Linked DNA regions of Zea mays: region 1 is linked to region 2. Evidence: chromatin contacts called from public Hi-C data. All regions are on one chromosome and are shown on one strand. The core of a region is the stretch at or near the end of the contact, and the rest is flanking DNA. Distances in the headings are between cores, read along the strand shown. Region 1 holds the start of LOC103641500. Region 2 holds the start of LOC100383578.

Region 1 (2,700 bases), core at 64-2,563, 390 kb before region 2:
AACTCTCCAAAGAATTTAGATTGCCCTGGTAACTCATAGTAAAAACAGATAGAAGTTTGGGTGACATGGATCTTACAGCTTGAAAGCATGTATTATAATGCTTCCCCCAGAGCCGCCGCCACCCTTGAGACTGCCAACACCACCTTCAGCAAGCACCTGTCCATCAACATTCAGAAAGCCGGATGTCCTAAGCATGACACGGCCTCCACCGTACCCTCCAAACTGACCGGCGGACATGCTGCCACCCATGCTGCCATAGCTCCAAGGCCAATCCAATGTCGACCACGCGTACACATCACCTCCCCAGTTGGTGTCATTTGACACTTTACATGATGCACCCCTCCCACCATGTCCACCACCTGCCCCTTCCAGGCTGTGCGGCGTCCCACTCGTCTGAGGAGGAGGCTCACCGGCGAGTGCAGTGGTGTTGATGGTGGAGTGGTGATCCAACGACACATTGGCCGCGTACAGGCTTACCGACCCTGCAATCACCTCAACATGCTCACCAATCCTGACGCTCCCTGAGACATTGACGGTGATGTAGCACCCCCTGAAGGGGCAGATGATCTTGACATGGGGCCGAATCTCCACACTCCCGTCGCCATATACGCACAGATCACCGTCCAGCGAAGAGCTGGAACTTATGACGCAGGTGGTGTTGAACGACCCGGAGCCGTTCAATTCCTCGCAGGACCTCGAGTTCGCGGAGTATGTCTGGCACGGGAGCTCACTGCGAAGCCCCGCGGCATCCTCGCCGTCACCGCCGCCAAACTCAACAGGAACCAGCGCCAAGCGGTCATCGTACCACGTCTCCGATACCAACGTGAGCGCCGATACAGTGTGGTTCCCCCAAGCGCCAACCAACGAGGCGGCCGCGAGAAGGACCGCCCACCACGCGACGCACCTCATCGTCGCTGCCGCCGGTCACTCCGAACCATTGCTCTGCTCCACGAGCGCGGAAGCGAGCAGAGAAACCGGAACGCCCCGCTCGCTGGCAGCGTCCCCCGATTCAGCGCCGGAAGGAAACGGATCGTGCGGCGGCGGCGCACGCAACCGCCACGCCCGAGGAGAATGCGGCGGCGGGCGGATCGGCGCGGATCTCGGAAGCCAAGCGAGAGATCTCCAAAGCCTAGCGCCCGCGCGCGCACGGCGAGGGTGATGGATGATGGGCGAGTCACACAGTGGAGGGAGCGGAAGAGGAAGCGCAGTGTGCTTGCTGCCGCTGGCGAGGACTTGTGAGTGGCGAGGACAGAGAAAGTAGAGAGAGAAGGCGAAGAGACGCTCCAGCCTCTCCAGCAGGGGCGATTTGCCCCGGTGGAGCCCGCGGAGGCAGTGGCAGCTCCGCAGCTGCAGCAGCGGCCAGCGAGAGATGAGTCCACGGCACGCTGTGTTTCCTCTTCTGCTCCTCATCCCTATCTTCCATTTTGACTGCCGTGACCTTGAGCCCGTGACCGTGAGCGAGAATTTATTTTCTTCCTTCCCGCGAGAAAAATAAAATTGGCCGCGGTGGGGTCTCCGTCGCGATCCCGGGTACGGGTGAGCTCGGCGGGCGTGGCCGTGGCGTGTGGTTCTAGACTACGGGCTGCATCGCTGGAGAGTGGTCGGGAGCTTTCTTTTAGTTTTGATTATCTTTTCCAGATAAGTCAAAATATCAATCTTAAAACAATGCAACCGGCTACCGGCTACGACTGGGACACAGATCTCTTATATCCTAAAGCCTGTTTGTTTCGGCTTCTGGCAGCTTCTGGCCACCAAAAACTGTTGTGGACTGTCAAACGCTCAACTTTTTAGCCAGCTTCTATAAAATTCGTTGGAACAAAAACCATCCAAAATCAATATAAACATATAATCGGTTTAGTCGTTGTAATAGTAGGAATCCGTCATTTTCTAGATCCTGATCCCTATGAACAACTTTATCTTCCTTCACACATAATCGTAATGATACTCAGATTCTCCCCACAGCCAGATTTTCAGAAAAGCTGGTCAGAAAAAAGTTGAACCAAACATGCCCGTAGTCCCCTATTTCGTATTGGATTTTATGATGTTTTTTGTGGGTAAAATATATTTGTGATATATATGATTGTGTTGTTTGAGTCGTTGTTTGTTTGTGTCTAGGACTATATAAACTAGCTTATAGATTATATAAGATCAGCTTATGAATTATCATAATTTAGACATCTAGATTTGTGTTGTTCGTTTACCGTTTAACTTATTTAAGCTGGATTATATAATATAGAGGGTAAACAAACAAGGTCTGAGCCCTAAACTTTTGATTGGTGGGGTTGTTCGTTTTGGATAAAAGTCAGTTGTTCGGACTGATACAGTTGTGATTCATAAAGACAAAAACATTGTAGAAACAGTAGAAGCCAGTACGGATTAAAGCCAAGCGAACAGGCTCGGTGCGACGACTCGACCAGATTTATAAGAGATCAAGTATGAAAACCACCCGGCTGGCAGTGATTTAGCACACTTGAGCCCATATATAACTGAGAGCACCTAGAGGGGGGTGAATAGGTGATCCTGTAAAACTTGAACTTAATGCCACAAAAACTTGGTTAAGCGTTAGCACAGTATTGCCAAGTGGCTAGAGAAGAGTCTTAGCGAAACACAATAACCACAAGAGAATCAACACAGGTAGACACAGTGGTTTATCCCGTGGTTCGGCCAAGTACAACACTTGCCTACTTCCACGTTGTGGCG
Region 2 (2,738 bases), core at 136-2,635:
TAACTATATCATCTTTGTTTTCTTAAGTAAAGTTCTAGAATTTTATTAACCAGGTTTGAATTTAAGTGCTATTTGGTTAATAATAAGATTCTAAAAATAAGGCATAACCTAAACAGGGAATAAGTTGCACTCACGGCAGCGGGAAGAGGTGAACGACGATGGACACGCGTGAGCTATAGTGCTCGACGACCTTCTTGAGCGCCGGCCACGCGTCGCGGCTGTCGGGGCACACTGGGTCCAAGAACGCCTCTACCACCACCGTCTCGCCCCACGCCGGCGGCTTCCCGCCGTACACGAACCCGTCCGTCCTCGCCGGGATCGGGATCTGGGCGCGGCAGGCACAGCACCCGATGATCACCAGCAGCAGTGGCACAAGTGAGACGCGGCGGCGGCTGCTAGCCTCCATTTCAGCTAGCTAGCTTCTCTCTAAGCTATACGTGGCCCTCTTTCGTCAATTTATTATTCAACCAAAACACGGACACGGGAACAAACTAATTACTACTCGTTGGACACGGCCAGGGAGGAGAATATATACGATCGAATCTCCGGAGGCTAGAGCATCATCAGGCACAGAACGAGTGCCGCAGTTGCACTTGCACGGTAGACAATTCGCCGAAAGTGAAGTGGGTGCTGACGGCTACCTCTCAACGACTTCATGGGCGTCAGGGCGTGTGTATCCTGATTGATCCTGGGCCGGCCGGCACAGCTGATGACATCATAAGGACGTTAGGATGATGGAATATATAACGGTGAAATCCGAAATATACTACATACTCTCTCCGTTTCTTTTTAGTTGTCACTAGATAGTTCAATTTTGCACTATCCAGCGACAACTAAAACGAAACGGAGAGTCTATATTATGCATGAAATGAAATATCTAATTGTAGACTGCTGAAGTCTCCACGTACGTTAGTCGACTAGGGAAAAAAAGATAATTCCTAAAAAATCTCACAAAAATGAAAAATTTATGCTCATAAATTCAATAGCCTAATATCCCGTTCGGATGTCGATATTGAAGCTCAAAATTGAGAATTAGAATCAACTTTCCAAAATTCTGTTGTTTGGTTGCACACGGAATTGGAATATGGAATCAGAGGCTCAATTCCCTGAAATTGGACTATGGCCATGTTTGGCTCCGCTTCTCAACCAGCGCTTAGTGTGCCAAACATCCAGATTCTCCAACTGTGGAGCAAACCAGCGCGCAATTTTTCTTCGTAAAACCCGCGGGCAGCACAAGCGGGGGGGGGGGGGGGGGGGGGGGGGGGCACCCTGCTTTCCACCGCTTATGCGGTCCAAGTACCCCTAAAGTTCATACATATTTACCCACATTTTCCATAGTATAAAAAGGTCTGATTTCTCTCATCCCTCCCGCACCACGGCACCAGACCCTAGCCACGACTTTCCCCAAGCCTCAGCCCCTCTCCCCGCTCGTGTCTCCAAGCCGCAACGGCGCAGCTCCTCTTCTTGGACGCCGAAACCGGGCACCGTCGTAGCCCCTGTCTCCGCTCGTCTCCGGGACCCTGCTTGGCCCTCTCCGGCGAACCTCTGTGCCCCTGCTCCGCCGCCAGTTCGACGCCGCCTGCTCCAGATCGACGTTGTCGTCCTCCGTCCTTTGTCCGCCTGCTCCAGATCGACGACGCCTGCTCCAGATCAAATCCGGCCTCCGTCCTCTGTGCCCCTGCCCTGCCGCTCCCAGATCGACGCCCTACCGCTCCAGGTCGAGCTGCTGCTCCAGATCGACGCCCAACTGCTCCAGATCGAGCTGCTTGTCCCAGATCGACGCTAAGGTAATTAGTTCAGTGCTTTCTTTTGTGGTAATCTGAACATTGTGACTGGTAATTTTTTTGTCAAAGAAGTAGTTGCAATTTAGAAGGTTGGAAGTCTCCAATTTTTCTGTCACTGAACAGCCAAGAATAATTAGTTCAACCTATCATGCATAGATGGATAACATGCCAAAGAACAGGAAACCAAATGCTCAATGGGATCTCAGTGCTGCTAGAATTTTTAATGAGATATGTGTGGAATAAGTATTGACAAATAATAGACCACAAGGTTGTTTGAACAACAAAGGGTACGCCAATCTTGTAGCCAAGTTTAATGAATGGTCAGGCAGAAATTACACCCGTGTTCAAATGAAAACCCGTTGGGATGCACTGAAATCTGACTTTACAACATGGAAAACACTACTCCTTAGTGTGTCTGGGTTAGGAAGAGATCCAAGGATTGGTTCTATTACAGCTAGTGACGAATGGTGGGAAGAAAAGATAGAGGTATGCAACCTTGGCTTTGTTTCTATTGTATGAAATGGTTATGTTGCTTGTTATAACTATTAGAGTTGTTGTGTTTCAGGCCATGCCAGCATGCAAAAAGTTTAGGCTTGCAGCATTGGAGAATGAAGATCTTGAAATAATGTTTAATGGGGTGTCCTGCACTAATGCATATGCTATGGCTCCAGGGGCAAAAGAAGGATTGCCTGCCAATGATAGTGATGATGTGGAGGAGGTGTCTCCAAGTGTTGAGGACAAGCAAGCTAGAAAAAGAGGTGTTGATCACAAATCCCCAATTAAAAAATCAAAGAAGAATTTTAGAGATATGCAGTTCAAGCGTTTTGTGGATTCATTTGTGGAAAAAGCTAGTTCAAGCAAGTCTTCCGCAACATCTTCGCCTAATGATCATGTTAGGCAAGAGATAACAGAAATGATGGAATCAGTTATCTCAGCTGGGATAGTTGAAGGAAG

The links. A called contact is a pair of places that touch in the nucleus more often than the background predicts.
Region 1: a Hi-C map of leaf shows a contact between it and region 2, with 7 times the contacts expected there. The contact joins the promoter of LOC103641500 here to the promoter of LOC100383578 in region 2. A contact is called at or near these places in 3 of 25 Hi-C or Micro-C datasets (ear, endosperm and leaf).

Annotation. Positions count from the first base shown.
Region 1 is chr10:101,908,977-101,911,676 of Zm-B73-REFERENCE-NAM-5.0, reverse strand. LOC103641500 reads right to left here and starts at 1,313. Exons shown (of 22, transcript NM_001365042.1): 1 at 77-1,313. The coding sequence starts at 909.
Region 2 is chr10:101,519,178-101,521,915 of Zm-B73-REFERENCE-NAM-5.0, reverse strand. LOC100383578 reads left to right here and starts at 1,385. Exons shown (of 3, transcript NM_001357163.1): 1 at 1,385-1,787; 2 at 1,941-2,270; 3 at 2,350-2,738. The coding sequence starts at 2,133. LOC113604965 reads right to left here and starts at 614. Exons shown (of 5, transcript NM_001158198.2): 1 at 135-614. The coding sequence starts at 406.